Regions from separate parts of the Cyprinus carpio genome. Here region 1 is linked to region 2. A link is a contact called in public Hi-C data. All regions are on one chromosome and are shown on one strand. Each heading gives the region's core, a stretch centred on a gene start, on an enhancer-like site or on the middle of the called end of the contact. The rest is flanking DNA. Distances are from core to core; before and after follow the strand shown.

What was found. A called contact is a pair of places that touch in the nucleus more often than the background predicts.
Region 1: a contact with region 2 is called in a Hi-C map of liver, with 3 times the contacts expected there. The contact joins the promoter of LOC109091392 here to the enhancer-like site in region 2. A contact is called at or near these places in 3 of 8 Hi-C or Micro-C datasets (liver and skeletal muscle).

Annotation. Positions count from the first base shown.
Region 1 is chrA6:22,048,284-22,055,011 of ASM1834038v1, reverse strand. LOC109091392 (serine/threonine-protein kinase Kist-like) reads right to left here and starts at 1,502. Exons shown (of 9, transcript XM_019105148.2): 1 at 854-1,502; 2 at 1-291. The coding sequence starts at 1,154. LOC109091041 (UDP-N-acetylhexosamine pyrophosphorylase-like) reads left to right here and starts at 1,907. Exons shown (of 10, transcript XM_042758458.1): 1 at 1,907-2,060; 2 at 2,641-2,939; 3 at 4,017-4,221; 4 at 5,093-5,268; 5 at 5,791-5,963. The coding sequence starts at 2,663.
Region 2 is chrA6:21,999,715-22,007,136 of ASM1834038v1, reverse strand. It overlaps LOC109091394 (discoidin domain-containing receptor 2-like), which reads left to right. Exons shown (of 16, transcript XM_042758455.1): 11 at 40-266; 12 at 610-737; 13 at 949-1,146; 14 at 1,356-1,590; 15 at 1,723-1,872; 16 at 3,509-5,714. The coding sequence ends at 3,640. It also overlaps the pseudogene LOC109091396. Among protein-coding and RNA genes, the nearest start is that of LOC109091395, 11 kb to the right of the region's middle. Within about 2 kb of position 5,851, at least 5 of the 8 cell types and tissues checked have an H3K27ac peak or open chromatin away from gene starts, as enhancers often do. A contact at or near this core is called in liver, where this site is marked.

The sequences.
Region 1 (6,728 bases), core at 253-2,752, 52 kb before region 2:
GGTGTCCCTCTTTAAAGCTAAGGCCGAAGTCAATGAGCTTAAAGCACTCGTCATCAGCGCTCCAGAGAATGTTGCGGGGCTTGAGGTCAGCATGTACGTAACCTCCCCTGTGCAGGAAGCTAAGGGCCTCCAAAACATCACGGGCACAGTGCTGAATCAACCACATGGAATGCCCCTGATTACTCACTCTGACCAGCAATTCTGACACACTCACATCCAAAAGCTCCAACAAAAGGCAATGAGTGGCCACACCAAATGGGTTGTGATTGGTGAACATTCCATACAGCGTCACTAGAGAGACATAAGAATAAACACCAGACAAGAGAGAAAATACAAACGTTACCCAACGAAAATACCAACGTTACAATGCTGGAACAGCAGTTGGATCTCCAGGAATTATGATCACTATATTAAATTGAGCAGCAATTTTACATTTGCAATGCCAGTGTACTTCTGAATTCTTTCTAGATTAAACAGAATCAAAATAATGACATTTTGCATGATTTTAATACCAATTAAATGACACATAGAGCTGTTTAAATCATTGGTTCTCAACTCTTTTGACCACAAGGCCCCCCTTGTCCAAGTGAATATTAAAAGGACCCAATATCTAAGCTGATTTGTACCTTTACTGATGTTATTTTGTAATTAAAATAAAGTTAACATTTTACGTTGTACATCTCTCTTTTTTAGTATTTTAATTAAAATTATGCTAATAGAACAAAATTGTAAATAATTTTAAGTCTTATTGGGGCCCCAAGAAAGTTTGCAGAGTGGTCCCTGGCCCCCCCGGTTGAGAAGCACTGGTTTAAATCTATGTTTGTTAGCTTGTCTTGACCCCTGTATGGTTTACCTATATTTTTATGTCCCTGAATCTTCTCCAGCACAGAGCTTTCCTTGAGGTACCCGTAATCTCCACCCTGTGCGTCCACCTGAAACTCCTTCACTGCAGAACTCGCCCGGCCGGAGTTCACCCGGTACACCGAGGCCGAGACGCCCTGCCCCAGACGAGCCTGCACGCTCCAGATCTTTCCGTAAATCTCAAATACCACCGGGCTTGTCTTCTGATCCACGGCGTCTGGTGTCACCGCCATCGCCGGTGTGCTGACATTTGGATTGGACATTTTTGTATTGGAGCCAGAACTACAAGCCATGAGTAATATCAGTAATAATCGGAGTTAAATACTATCAGGTTTATAATAAGTAGTGTATGCTCCATTAGTTGCCCTTTGCAGAAACTTTTTTTTTTTTGCTAAAGTGATCTTTGCATAGTGCTTTCCTGCAAGCCAAGTTTACAGCTAACTACCAACTGCTGACGAACATGGATTCAAATGCCATATTTTAACGCAAACGCACAAATTGGTGCGAAGTGCCGCACCATAGTAGCTGGCGCCTCAAAGACACCGCGGATCCATGAAACCCAGTTTTGGACCGAGCTGACAAAGTCCTGCCACTGTTTTGGTGGCCATGATACCGGAAATGACGACATTGTAATTTAAAGTGGAGTTTTCTACAGTGAGGCAAAGTATAATTATAATCTGTAAATTAATCAGTATTTTTAATTAATTAAATATTCCCAAAAAATATTTAATTATTATTTTGACTATTGTTACACTTGGCTCTCCAGAATGTGCCTTCAAAATTAAAACTCCAACAGAAAAAAGTAGGTTATTCACTCCAGGTATTGGGCAATTTCTGAACAGACTAAAAGAATAAAGTCTAATAATTCTGCTGCGCTTTTATTTCTTGTCCAGCAAGTCCCGCGCTTGACCTGAAATCTGTTGGCTATGACTATATGAATGACAGCTCGTCTGTCTATTCACGGACTGCATTGTGGCAGTTAGACCCGCCCATTCGTCCGAAGGAGGTGGGGTTTGCCGGAACATGAGTGTGGAAAAGTAGCGCGGTTTTGGTGTTTCCGTGTTTGTCGTGCCACGTCAGTCTGACGGATGTCGGAGGAGGATCTCGGACAGTGAAGGCGGATCTCTCAGGAGATGTAACCGTGTCTTTAGTGTCACTGATGAGAGGGAAGTATTAAGTGTTCAGCAGCTCCTCGAAAGGTAAGAATATTATGATGTTGTTAATTCTACCATCACAAAACATTTCTCAAGGTTTGGTGCCGCGGAGAGCTGTACTGTTGTCAAGAAGGCGGTCTATCGACTTGAGTTTGTGGGCAAATGTGGGCTAGTTATGGGTAATTCTAGATGCTATAATATTTCTTTTTATGAATGACTATGACAAATATTGATATCTTATTTTTAATAAACCAGGTGTTTTCATTCATTGTTGTTGAACAACAGGCACAAGACGTATTTAAAAAATAATTAATGAGCAGGTGTGATCTTTAATCAGGAGTGTCAGACTTTTATCAAACTTGATTACTGTTCAGTAGGCTTTCAGATGGCCAGTAATAGTTTATATTGTGCTCCAGCCAATCAAAAATTATGATCTTTGAGTAAAGGTAAAGATCACACACACCTGACCTTAGACTTAGTTTCCCTCGAGTTTATTTGACTGAGCACGTACACAGAGTAGTTATCAATTTATGGGCGGGATAAGACGGGTAGATCTGCCAGGAGTTTGTAAGGCTCTTAGATAATCAGTGTCACTTTGTTTCCACCTCCGTTCCATCACTGACAGATTCAGATCTAAACGAGAGACCATGGACACCAGCAAACTGGCTGAGAGACTCAATGAAGCCGGGCAGTCTCATGTCCTCCAGTTTTGGGACCAGCTAAGCCCTGAGGAACAAGCTGAGATGATTGTTGACTTGGAGAGCATGAACTTCATGGAGATCAATAACTTCTTTAAAACTGCCATGAAGACATCTGGGCAGAACTCGCAGGAGAAGGTGGACACCAGGATGGAGCCGGTGCCCCGAGAAGTTTTGGGAAGTGTAACCCGCGATCGTGAATGTCTCAAAGAATGGGAAGAAGAGGGTGAGTTCAGATATTGTTTCATAGGACTCCATCTCACACAGTATTTTGCCTTACCTAAAAGAAACCACCTAAGGTTCTTTGCTTGTTTAAGTGGGTTTCTCAACCTAGCCAAGTTGGAGTTTAGCTGGTCAGCAAGTTGGTTTCCCAGTCTGACCAAGTGGACAGACAGAGGAATTTATGCACAATGACATTTTAAACAATTGCAAAAGCATAACAGATTATGTTTCATTTAATAATATAACCCAAATGTGATAGTAATTCTTATACGTTTTTCTTGACCAGAAACAAACGTTGCTAAGAAATATTGCACAACAAAACACAATGAGTAATGCAATGTCTTCTCCTCCTAAATGGACCCCAGAGAACCATCCTTAGACAAATCATGACCCCCAAGAGATCAGCAACTCAGGATTTCTTTCCAGAGTCTGTCTAAAGCCACTCTGTTATTTAAAAAACATAACAATAGGTTTCAAATTTGAATAAACATTGTTTTGTCCCAGTACTCCATTTTGGGCGAGGATGCTTCAAAACGGACTGAAAACATCTGGTTCTGGTTAGATTTGATGTAATTGCTTTACCGAAGTCATGCTGAGCTCATTCAGCATCACATCATCTTTAATCAGACTATATTACTATGATACCCAATGATTTTTACGTGTCATCTTTGTTCAGTTCATTTTTCAAAATACTTTAATAAGATTTTTTTAATACTTCATTTTTTTAACTCACATAAAAGTCATATCTCAGCATATTAAAGGCTGTGTGTGGGTGATGTAACATCAACCATAACAGTAATTTATGTTAGATAAAGCAGGCCTCATAAAAGTTAATGGTATTTGCCATTGTTATCTGCAGATAATTAAACACAAACTGTTGCTTAAGAATTCAGACAATTTATACCCACAGCATCCATGACTTTTCTCAGCGTTGTTGAGTAAGTTTCCTTTGTACATTATGTGGCATATTTCACATTAAGGACTCGTGTAATGGGAGCAGTGATACATTCCTTGAATTGTGTGACATAGTTAGTATTTACATCTGTTTGCTAAAGTGACCTAACCTCCCATCATTCCACAGGCCTGCGTTGTATATCAGAAAACAAAGTGGCAGTTCTTCTATTGGCTGGAGGTCAAGGGACACGGTTGGGTGTATCATATCCAAAAGGCATGTATGATGTGGGCCTCCCCTCTCGCAAAACCCTCTTTCAGATCCAGGCTGAACGCATCAGAAAACTGGAACAGCTTGCTGAAAAACTGCACTCAAGGAAGTGCTGTATTCCATGGTAAGGTGATCATTAAGCATAATTTTACTATATTCTGTTACAGTGCACTTACAGTTGAATTCCCAAGGAAGTAGTTTGAGTCAATGATTGTTGAATCTAATTACTTGGATTACCAGACTTGTCTTGATCTTGAGGAAGTTTCTCCCCACTTGCCATAATGCAAGTGACCTCGTTACATGGTTTAGTCAGTGTGAAATCGGGCTGACATAACACCAGCATGTCGTCCTCCTGAGCAGCTAGGTCAGACCTCAAGAGAAAAATAATTTTTAGAGCCAATCTCTACCCATTAGAATTGACCTCTGATACATGACGCATGATGCCCTAATGATCAGCTCTAATCTTAGCTCATTATTTAAAGACAGCTGATAATACTGTGCCACTGTGTGTGTGTGTGTGTGTGTGTGTGTGTGTGTGTGTGTGTGTGTTTGTTTGTTTAGAAGAAATTAATGTAATAAGTTAAACAAAAGTGACACTAAAAACTTTATTTATAAAATTCTGTTTCAAATAAATGTTGTTCTATTGAACTTTGTATTCATGAAAGCATCCTAAAAATGATGTATCAATATAAAGCAGCACAACTATTTTCAACTGTAATAAAAAAATGTTTCTTGAGCACCAAATCAGCATATTAAAAATGATTTCTAATCATATGACACTGAAGACTGGAGTAGTGGCTGCTGAAAGTTCAGCTTTGCAACCACAGGAATAAATTACATTTTAAAATCTTAAAATAGATCAAATAAATGCAGCCTTGGTGAGCAAGACTCCTTAAAAAAATAATAGATTTTTTTTAAACTTTAGTGTACATTAAGCTAAGATTCTGTCAAGAGATTGGTCTCGCAATGACATGATCAATGTTTTGATTAATCAGGTACATTATGACAAGTGGCAGAACAATGGACATGACCAAAGAGTTCTTCATACGACACAAATACTTCGGCCTGAAGGAAGAGAATGTGTTTTTCTTTCAGCAAGGCATGCTTCCCGCTGTGGACTTTAATGGGAAAATTATTCTAGAGGGCAAAGGCAAACTGGCCATGGCACCAGGTAAGTTTAGCAAGGTTCATATCTCTAGTTCAGGGGTGCCAAACTCAATTTCTGGAGAGCCGCACCCCTGCAGACTTTTGTTCCAACCCTGCATCAACACACATACCATGTAGTTTTTTAAATAAGCTTGAAGGTCTTGATTAGCTGGATCAGGTGTGTTTAATTAGGGTTGGAGCTAAACTCTGCAGGGCTCCGGTCCTCCAGGAATTGAGTTTGTCATGCCTGCCCTAGTTGTATAGACAACTTCAAGCAACCTCACATACGAGGTATTACTGTAAAACATGTATAGCATGTTGCTGAACGAAACATTAAAGCCTCTTCAAGTAATCTGAACCAAAGACCTTACTTTACTCGTTAATCAAAAAAGACTTTTCTAAAAACCCATCAGAAATTTCCCAAGGAAACTCCAGGTTAAGTAGGCTTACAGTTAACCAACAACGTGATACAAAAGCTTGCTAAGATTCATAATTAGAAATACTCAAGTGAATATTCAGCACTTGTATGTTTTCCATTAATATTCAGATGGAAATGGGGGTCTGTACAGAGCTCTGGGGACACAGAACATTGTGAAGGACATGGAGATGAGAGGAATCTCCTGCATCCATGTCTACTGTGTAGACAACATTCTTGTGAAAGTGGCTGACCCTGCTTTCATTGGTTTCTGTACACTGAAAGGAGCTGATTGTGGTGCAAAGGTCAGTCCTTAACATTCCCAGCCCTTCCCTTGCAGGTATTTCCTCTTTTATACATAATGCAAAAATCTTAATGCATATACAGTTCTATTACGAATTTGTTCATAAATCCACACACTTAACGGTTTATTATCATTAAGGTTGTGCACCGCTGATCAATGTTTTTTTAAAGTAATTTTTTTGTGTCTGTGTTTGGTCAATTCCCTGACAAGAAGTGCCTTGTCACATATTTCAAACAAAACTTATTTTGTTAGTCCACTAGATGGAGCAGCTAGGTATATACAGGAATTTACACTATTGTTTGGGGTCAATTTTTTTTTTAAAGGAATTAAGTGAAATTTTATTCAGCAAGGACTCATTCAATTAATCAAAACTGACAGTCACAACATAATATTACACAAGATTTCTATATCAAATAAATACTGTTCTTTTGAACTTTCTATTCATCAAAGAATCATGAAAGGGGGAAAAAAGGTGGTTTCCACAAAAATTCAGCACGGAATGTTTCTTGGACACCAAATTGGAATATTAGAAGCATTTCTGAAGGATCATGGCTGCTAAAAATGTAGGATTTTGCCATTACAGGAATAAATTACATTTATATTAAACTATATTAAAATAGTTATTGTAAATTGTAATAGTATTTCACAACACTACTGTTTTTACTGTATTTTTGATCAAATAAATAATAATAGTATAAAAAAAACTTACAGGCCACAAAGTTTTGATACTTTTTGATGATTGTTAAAATTAAAATGTTTTGATGGG
Region 2 (7,422 bases), core at 4,602-7,101:
TATATACAATTCATGTATATTTTGTTTATTTTTCTGCAGCTTCAACAAATACATCTTCCAAGTCCCCTCCAGTCAGTGTACAAGAGGGGGTCCCACATTATGCAGAGGCAGATATCGTCAACCTGCAGGGTGTAACTGGGGGCAATACCTACGCAGTGCCCGCCCTCACCATGGACCTGCTGTCAGGGAAGGATGTCGCTGTGGAAGAATTTCCTCGAAAACTGCTTACCTTTAAAGAAAAGTTGGGAGAAGGGCAGTTTGGAGAGGTCAGTTCTCAAATAAAAAATAACAGTCTCCATTTATGAAAAATGTCCTGTTTTCTTTTTTATCTACTATTCAAATTTTTTAAATGTTATTTATTCCTGTGATGGTCATAGCTGAATTTTCAGCAGCCATTACTCCAGTTTTTAGTGTCAATATTTGTTGAAAACAGTTGAGCTGCAACATTATAAATGTCTTTACTGCCACCTTTGATTGATGTAATGTGTCCATGCTGAATAAAAAATCATACTGACCCCAAACTTTTGAATATTGTATGTTCATTGATTTTAAAGCAAATATTTAAATGATATCTGAATATGCTAAATGGCTGTTTTCATGTGTTGCTAGGTGCATTTGTGTGAAGCAGAAGGCATTCAAGATTTCATGGATGAGGACTTCTCCTTCGATGTCATTGAAAACCAAACAGTGCTTGTAGCTGTTAAAATGCTTAGAACGGATGCAAATAAAAATGCCAGGTTTGCAAGCCCAAATGTCACAATCATGACTTCCATAAATTAAAGCAAAACACTGAAACTGCATCCTAATGAACATCAAATGCATGCTGTTGCTTTAATACTCATGAATATTTGTTCTAATTCATACATTAGTCCTTTTTCTGTCACCTCACAAAATGCTACAACATGCCTCAGTCAAATTGCCATAGCTCCTTCTTCTAATACTTTACAGGAATGATTTCTTGAAGGAGATAAAGATCATGTCACGATTGAAAGACCCCAACATTATCAGGCTGCTGGCGGTGTGTATGAGCTCTGACCCTTTGTGTATGATCACCGAGTACATGGAGAATGGAGACCTTAATCAGTTCCTGTCTCGCCATGAGCCCGAGGGCATGATCGCTCTCCTCAGCAACGCTCCCACAGTCAGGTAGATACCAAAAGTATGGCAATGGAAACTGGAAGTGCAATTACAATGGTGGACTGTGACTTTAAATCCCTATGAAAGATGGACACATTATTACAAAGGAAGTGTCTGGAATTGCAGAAATCAACAAGCAACATCTTATTGCTAAACAGAATTTTTAGGTAATGATCTTAAGCACACAAGGTTATGACATTCTGTTTTAACTGTTTCAGTTACAGTAACCTACACCACATGGCCACACAGATTGCTTCAGGCATGAAGTATCTATCATCACTCAACTTTGTGCATCGAGACTTGGCCACCCGCAACTGCCTAGTAGGGAAGAACTTCACCATCAAGATTGCAGACTTCGGAATGAGTAGGAACCTGTATAGCGGAGACTACTACCGTATCCAGGGCAGAGCGGTGCTGCCTATCCGCTGGATGTCATGGGAGAGCATTCTTCTGGTCAGACACACACACACACAGTCTAGAAAAACACTAAATCGTACTCTCAAAAGTCTCATAGAAGAACAATTTTTGTGTTTTTTGGCTTCTAATAAATCACTAGTGACACAGGATGATTTTTGTCCTCTACAGGGGAAATTCACCACATCCAGTGATGTGTGGGCTTTTGGCGTGACCCTTTGGGAGATGCTTACCTTCTGCAAAGAGCAGCCTTACTCACAGCTGTCAGATGAGCAGGTCATTGAAAACACAGGAGAGTTCTTTCGGGATCAAAGGAGACAGGTACTGGTACACTTCTCTGTTTTTTTAGAGAGGTGGGTGAGATCTGATTAAACTGATCCTATTTATCCATAAAGGTTCTGTATTGACATATATGGTTCTATGAAGAACCTTTAACATCCATTGAACCTTTTAATTACTTTTAGATTTTAGATTCTTTAGATTTTTAAAATGTTTTCACACTAAGAATAACAACTGGGTACAATTTTGTGTTGCGGCTGGAAATGGAATTGGGGGTGGAACCTCCGTGCAGTTTGCCAAAAATCAATAATATGAAAAATACAAATGAAAAACATAGAATATATATAAAAACAGAAAACCTCTATTGTAGTTTGGCAGGGACGAAAACTCTAAAATATGTGAGAAATGTAATAAGTCCAATCTATTTTTATTGTGTAATTTTCATTGTGTTAGGGGTCAGTTTGACCCACATATTGTTATGTTCAAAATTAGCTGTAAGGCACAAAAAAATAAATAAAATAAAATAAAACTGAGTTGTGAATAGCTACAAGTATAAATAGTATCCAACATTATTTGTACTATTTGTAGTATTTATTGCTATTTGTACTTATTCTGCCTTTTTGTTGTCGTTTTCTCAAACCCTTTTCAGGGTAAAATAAATATCTCATGTTTTTCAGTGCTGTAACAGTCTAGTAATTTAGATCCAAAAACAACCTTTATAAGATTCAGTCTATGGATGATTCAGATGACTAGTCTTAATTTCAAGTAATTTTTGAGCCTTAAATTTCAGAAGTCCTCATGTATTTCATATTTGTGACCCTGGACCACAAAACCAGTCTTAAGTCGCTGGGATATATTTGTAGCAATATCCAAAAATACATTGTATGGGTCAAAATTATTGATTTTTTTTTTTATGCCAAAAATCATTAGGATATTGACTAAAGATCATGTTCCATTAAGATATTTTGTAAATTTCCTACTGTAAATATATTAAAATTTTATTTTTGATTAGCAATATGCAGTAATAACAACACCACTACCACCATAAAAACGATATTCTCAGTATTGTATTTTTTTTTTTTGTTGTTGAGTCCAGATTTTCAGGTAGTTGTATCTCAGCCAAATATTGTCCAAACCATACATCAATGGAAAGCTTATTTATTCAGCTTTCCGATTATGTATAAATCCCAACTTTGAAAAGTTGACCCTTATGACTGTTTTTTTTTGTCCATGGTAACATTTTAGTGTTTGACAAGCTACAATAAAGGTGGGTTTTTTTTTTTTTTTTTTTTTTTTTTTTTACAAAATGTTGATTTCTGGCAAATTGCATGTAAACCAACAATATGACCCCAACACAAAAGTCATAATAAAATTAGTACAGCCTTTACTAAACACATCTATGTGTGAATCTTTGAATGCACATTCATGACCCTAAATGAGAAATATTTCACATAGTTTCCATAAGAAATGAATAGTTCACCCAGTCTGAAATAGTTTGAAAATCGAGTGTGGGTCAAACTGACCCCAACACAGCAGGTGGGGTTTTAAGAACTGTTCACTGAAAGGTTCTTTGGGGAAACCAAAATAGTTCTTCTATGGCATCGCTGCGAAAACACCCTTTTGGAACCTTTATTTATATAAGAGTGTACCATATCTAACAGTATATTCTTATTCTCAGATATACCTGCCTCAGCCGCCAATGTGTCCAGACCCCGTCTACAAGCTCATGTTGAGCTGCTGGCACAGGAACACCAAAGAGCGTCCATCCTTCCAGGAGATTCATCACACATTACTGGATTGCAAGCCATAGTGTCCACTTGTATAGTGTCCACTCCCAGAGACATTTCAGTGTGCCCACAGGACTCCAGTCAACTACACACCGCAACACGCACTTATATGTTCTCGTATATAAGTGAGATCAGAGTCTATCATTTTTCTGTAGCAATTTTCACTGTGAGTGTGCAAAGGCAAACTGATATATATTGTATGATTGAATAACGCCCCCTAACTAAGTGCCTTCGGCTGTCTTACAATACCTGGGCAGCACTAGGCCAAAGAAAATGTAGCAATGAATTTAGGCACCTTTAACACAGAATAATTGTATTTTACACACTGTGTTTTTTCTTCAAATAACTCTAAATATTCTAAAATATCTATAAGAATATTTCTGAATAGAAAGAGGAAATGCCAAAAAACAAGGTATTGGCTACTAATGCGCCTTTAATTATGTCCAATTTAATGTTGTTTTCAGTATTTTGAGGCCGAAGACAGCTTGAATGTAAATAAGAATCATTAATTGACATTCAGATTCACCTTTGGTTTTATCTTGATGTCTCTTGACGTTTGTGTATAATTTCATCTCATTTATCGAAAATGCTAAAGTATTTTGTTATTTGACATATTTAATTTTTTCTTTGTAGTAAACTGCAAAGACCACTTTCAAACAAGAGGATTAACAGAAAGCCAATTTATCTGGTTGTCACAGAATTTCAAATTCAAAATCAGAAAAATGTACTTAAAATTGTAAATGTAAAAACATATATTAGTGTTTTCCTGCAACTACCTATATATTGTGTTTATATTTAAGCGTACTGCATTATGTAAGTGTTTTGCTTTTCTTTATGTTATATTGTTTGAAGAATCTTGGTATGGTGATAATGGTTATTTAAGTCCATTTCATTTGTGCTCTTATTTTTCTTCTGCTTAAAACAACTTTTGCATCAAGAAACAGACATTTCAGCATAATGAGCTATGAAAAGCCATAATTCTTTTACAGAAGCGTCTTACAATATTTGCATGAAGTTGGATGAAATCAGATATGTTACTAAATGCTAATTTCACGTTTTCATTGCATTTGTCCTATGTTTTCATCTTATCTCAAATTAGGCTGAATGGGGTAGTAAGTACATTTGTTTTCACCAGCTAATTTTGTTTATTTGTAGAAAATATTGAAATAAGCGTATTTTAAAGCTATTTGTTTTTCTTTTATGTCAGAGTACAGTATATTCTAGGTGGTGCCGAATTGCTAAAGTGTGGGATAAATACTGGATTTGTATTGAACAGATGCACTATGATGGTTTACAGTAAGTCGTGATATGTTTTGGCATGTGAAAAGTGCTGCAAATGGGAGGCTCGGAAATCTGTTTTGTGATTAATATGACCATATTTTTGAAAATGTGTGCACCTTTCGGGGTTGGTTAAGATTTTTAACAGTCTATAAGAAGTGTTTTGGTTGTGGGTTTGAAAGTATTTTAGCTATAAGTATAAATTATTTTTAGCATTCTTGACATGACTGATGAAGTTGCTTTATATTCTGCACTGTTACATTAAATGTTCCTTCTTCAAACCATAAACGATATAAAACAGGAACAGCCCTTTCTGAGGCTTTGAGTTTGTTTACAAAAACATTCCACTTCATAAAACATCTTTGTGATGAACAGTTTTCATATTCTGTACATTGAAAATGGCATATCACAATGCATGGAAAAACTGGATTTTTTTTTTATTCATAGCAAAATTTCCTTAAAGTCATGCTTATCCTTTCTAACCTAAGCTTCGTGCTGTATTTTTAATAAGTCCTAATTTTCCATTATCAGCCTATTGTATAGCTATGTTAGGAAACTGTACATAAAATAATAAATTGATGAACCTTTAAACTTGTTGTCTAGACATTTTATAATAACAAAACTACGGATTTCATACTTACACAGTAATAAAACGTGTGTTTGTTGTTTGAATTCATAAGTGAATTGGACATTTGTGTACAGCTTAGAATGTATCAAGACATTCATTTTAACGTGTGTACTCTAATATTTGCTTTTTAAATCGTTCTTTTCATTGTGCATTGGTTTTCTGTCGAATAAATATGAACTGAATCTTAAAAATGGGTTTCTGACAATAATTTTCTACTATTGCATGACTTTATATTTTTTTACTTTTTTTATGTCACGTCACAGAAAGGAAACAGCTGATTGGCCGATAGAAGCGTGACCTCCAATCACAATATGGCGGCTGTACAAACTCCAGACACTGGTGAAATACCACGTTAGAAACGGTTGCGAAGGAAAAATACAGTATCACAGGTAGCATATCATATATTGCATGAATGTAAAGATAGGATGAAGAAAGTAGTGTTGGTAACCGGTGCAAACAGGTAACCAAACTGTGTGTCTAATTGTAGTCTTTGTAGTTTCGCGTCACTGTTATAGCTAACGTTAGACATCACTGTTTTAAACGTCATTCTGTTATCATCGTAGTGACAACTTTTAGATTATTTTTCAATAATGTTTTTGTTTTAAAACAACAAAAATACATCTTAGAAAGAAAGAAATTAGGATTAATTTGTTTATATTATGTATTCTTCAAATGCGTTCTTAACCAGTAAGTTAGTAGAGAAAACATGCTGCACAATGTCTCTTTTTCTCTGCATGTTAATGCTCACTCCATATAACCCTGTTTGCATGCGTGTGTGTGTATTGCGCATTCAGTGGTATTGGCCTTGCCCTGTGTAAGCCAGGATGCCCAGCTGCAGCTCTGTCTGGCCTGCAGGAACATGCAGAGAGCTGAGGCTGCCCGACAGGCTCTTCTAGTGTCTCACCCAACAGCTCAAGCTACTCTGCTGCACTTAGATGTGGGCAACATGCGCTCTGTGCTCAGAGCTGCTGAGGAGTTCAAGCAGATGTAAGACATCCCAGTCCCTGTTTACCAAAATACACTAATTTTAGTGGACTTTATGCCTTTCATGTAGTTGCAGTGAGATGTCAAGCTCTAAAAAGCACCATAAAAGTAATCCACATGACTCTACACTATATTCCAAATCTTTTGAAGCCATATCATAGTTTTATGTGAGGAACAGACTAAAATGTAAGTTGCTGTTGACAAAAAAAAATCCTGCACTTCACTGTAGTTCTGAAATCAATTTTTTTCTGAAATCTAATTGGGCATATTAAAAATTAGTACACCACCACAGTTAGTAAGCATGGGCTGTAGAACTTTCACTTCTGTAGTATCCATGCCAGAACCTGGAAACTGCACTTATATGTAATGAATAATGTGAGTACTTTTGAATTCCTTTCATGTATTTATAGAAAGTTAGGAGCAGATTAGGAGTCACTAGACACTGTGAACTTGGTTTGATGTGACCGGCACATTTAAAGCCCCAGATCTGTTTAAAGTATAATGCTAAATAAACATTGTATGTAATATAATGTTGAATGAACATTAAAAAGTGATTTAACTTGCACATTTGTAAAAACTTTTTTTTTTTGAACAGGTACAACAGATTGGACTATCTGTATCTCAATGCTGGAATCATGCCTAATCCCAGAGTAGATCACAAAGCCTTTTATAAAGGCCTGTTTTCTAGGTACAGTATTTCTTTCTGTATACACTGCATGTTTAAAAGTTTTTAAATATTAATGAATTTATTCAGCAAAGATGCATTAAATTAATCAAAAATGACAGTAGAGACATATATAATGTTACTGTGTCAGTTGAATCCTGGTCTTTTGAACATTATATTCATTAAAGTATCCCAAAAAAAAAATATTACCCAGTACAACTGTTTTCAACATTGATGATAATAAGAAATGT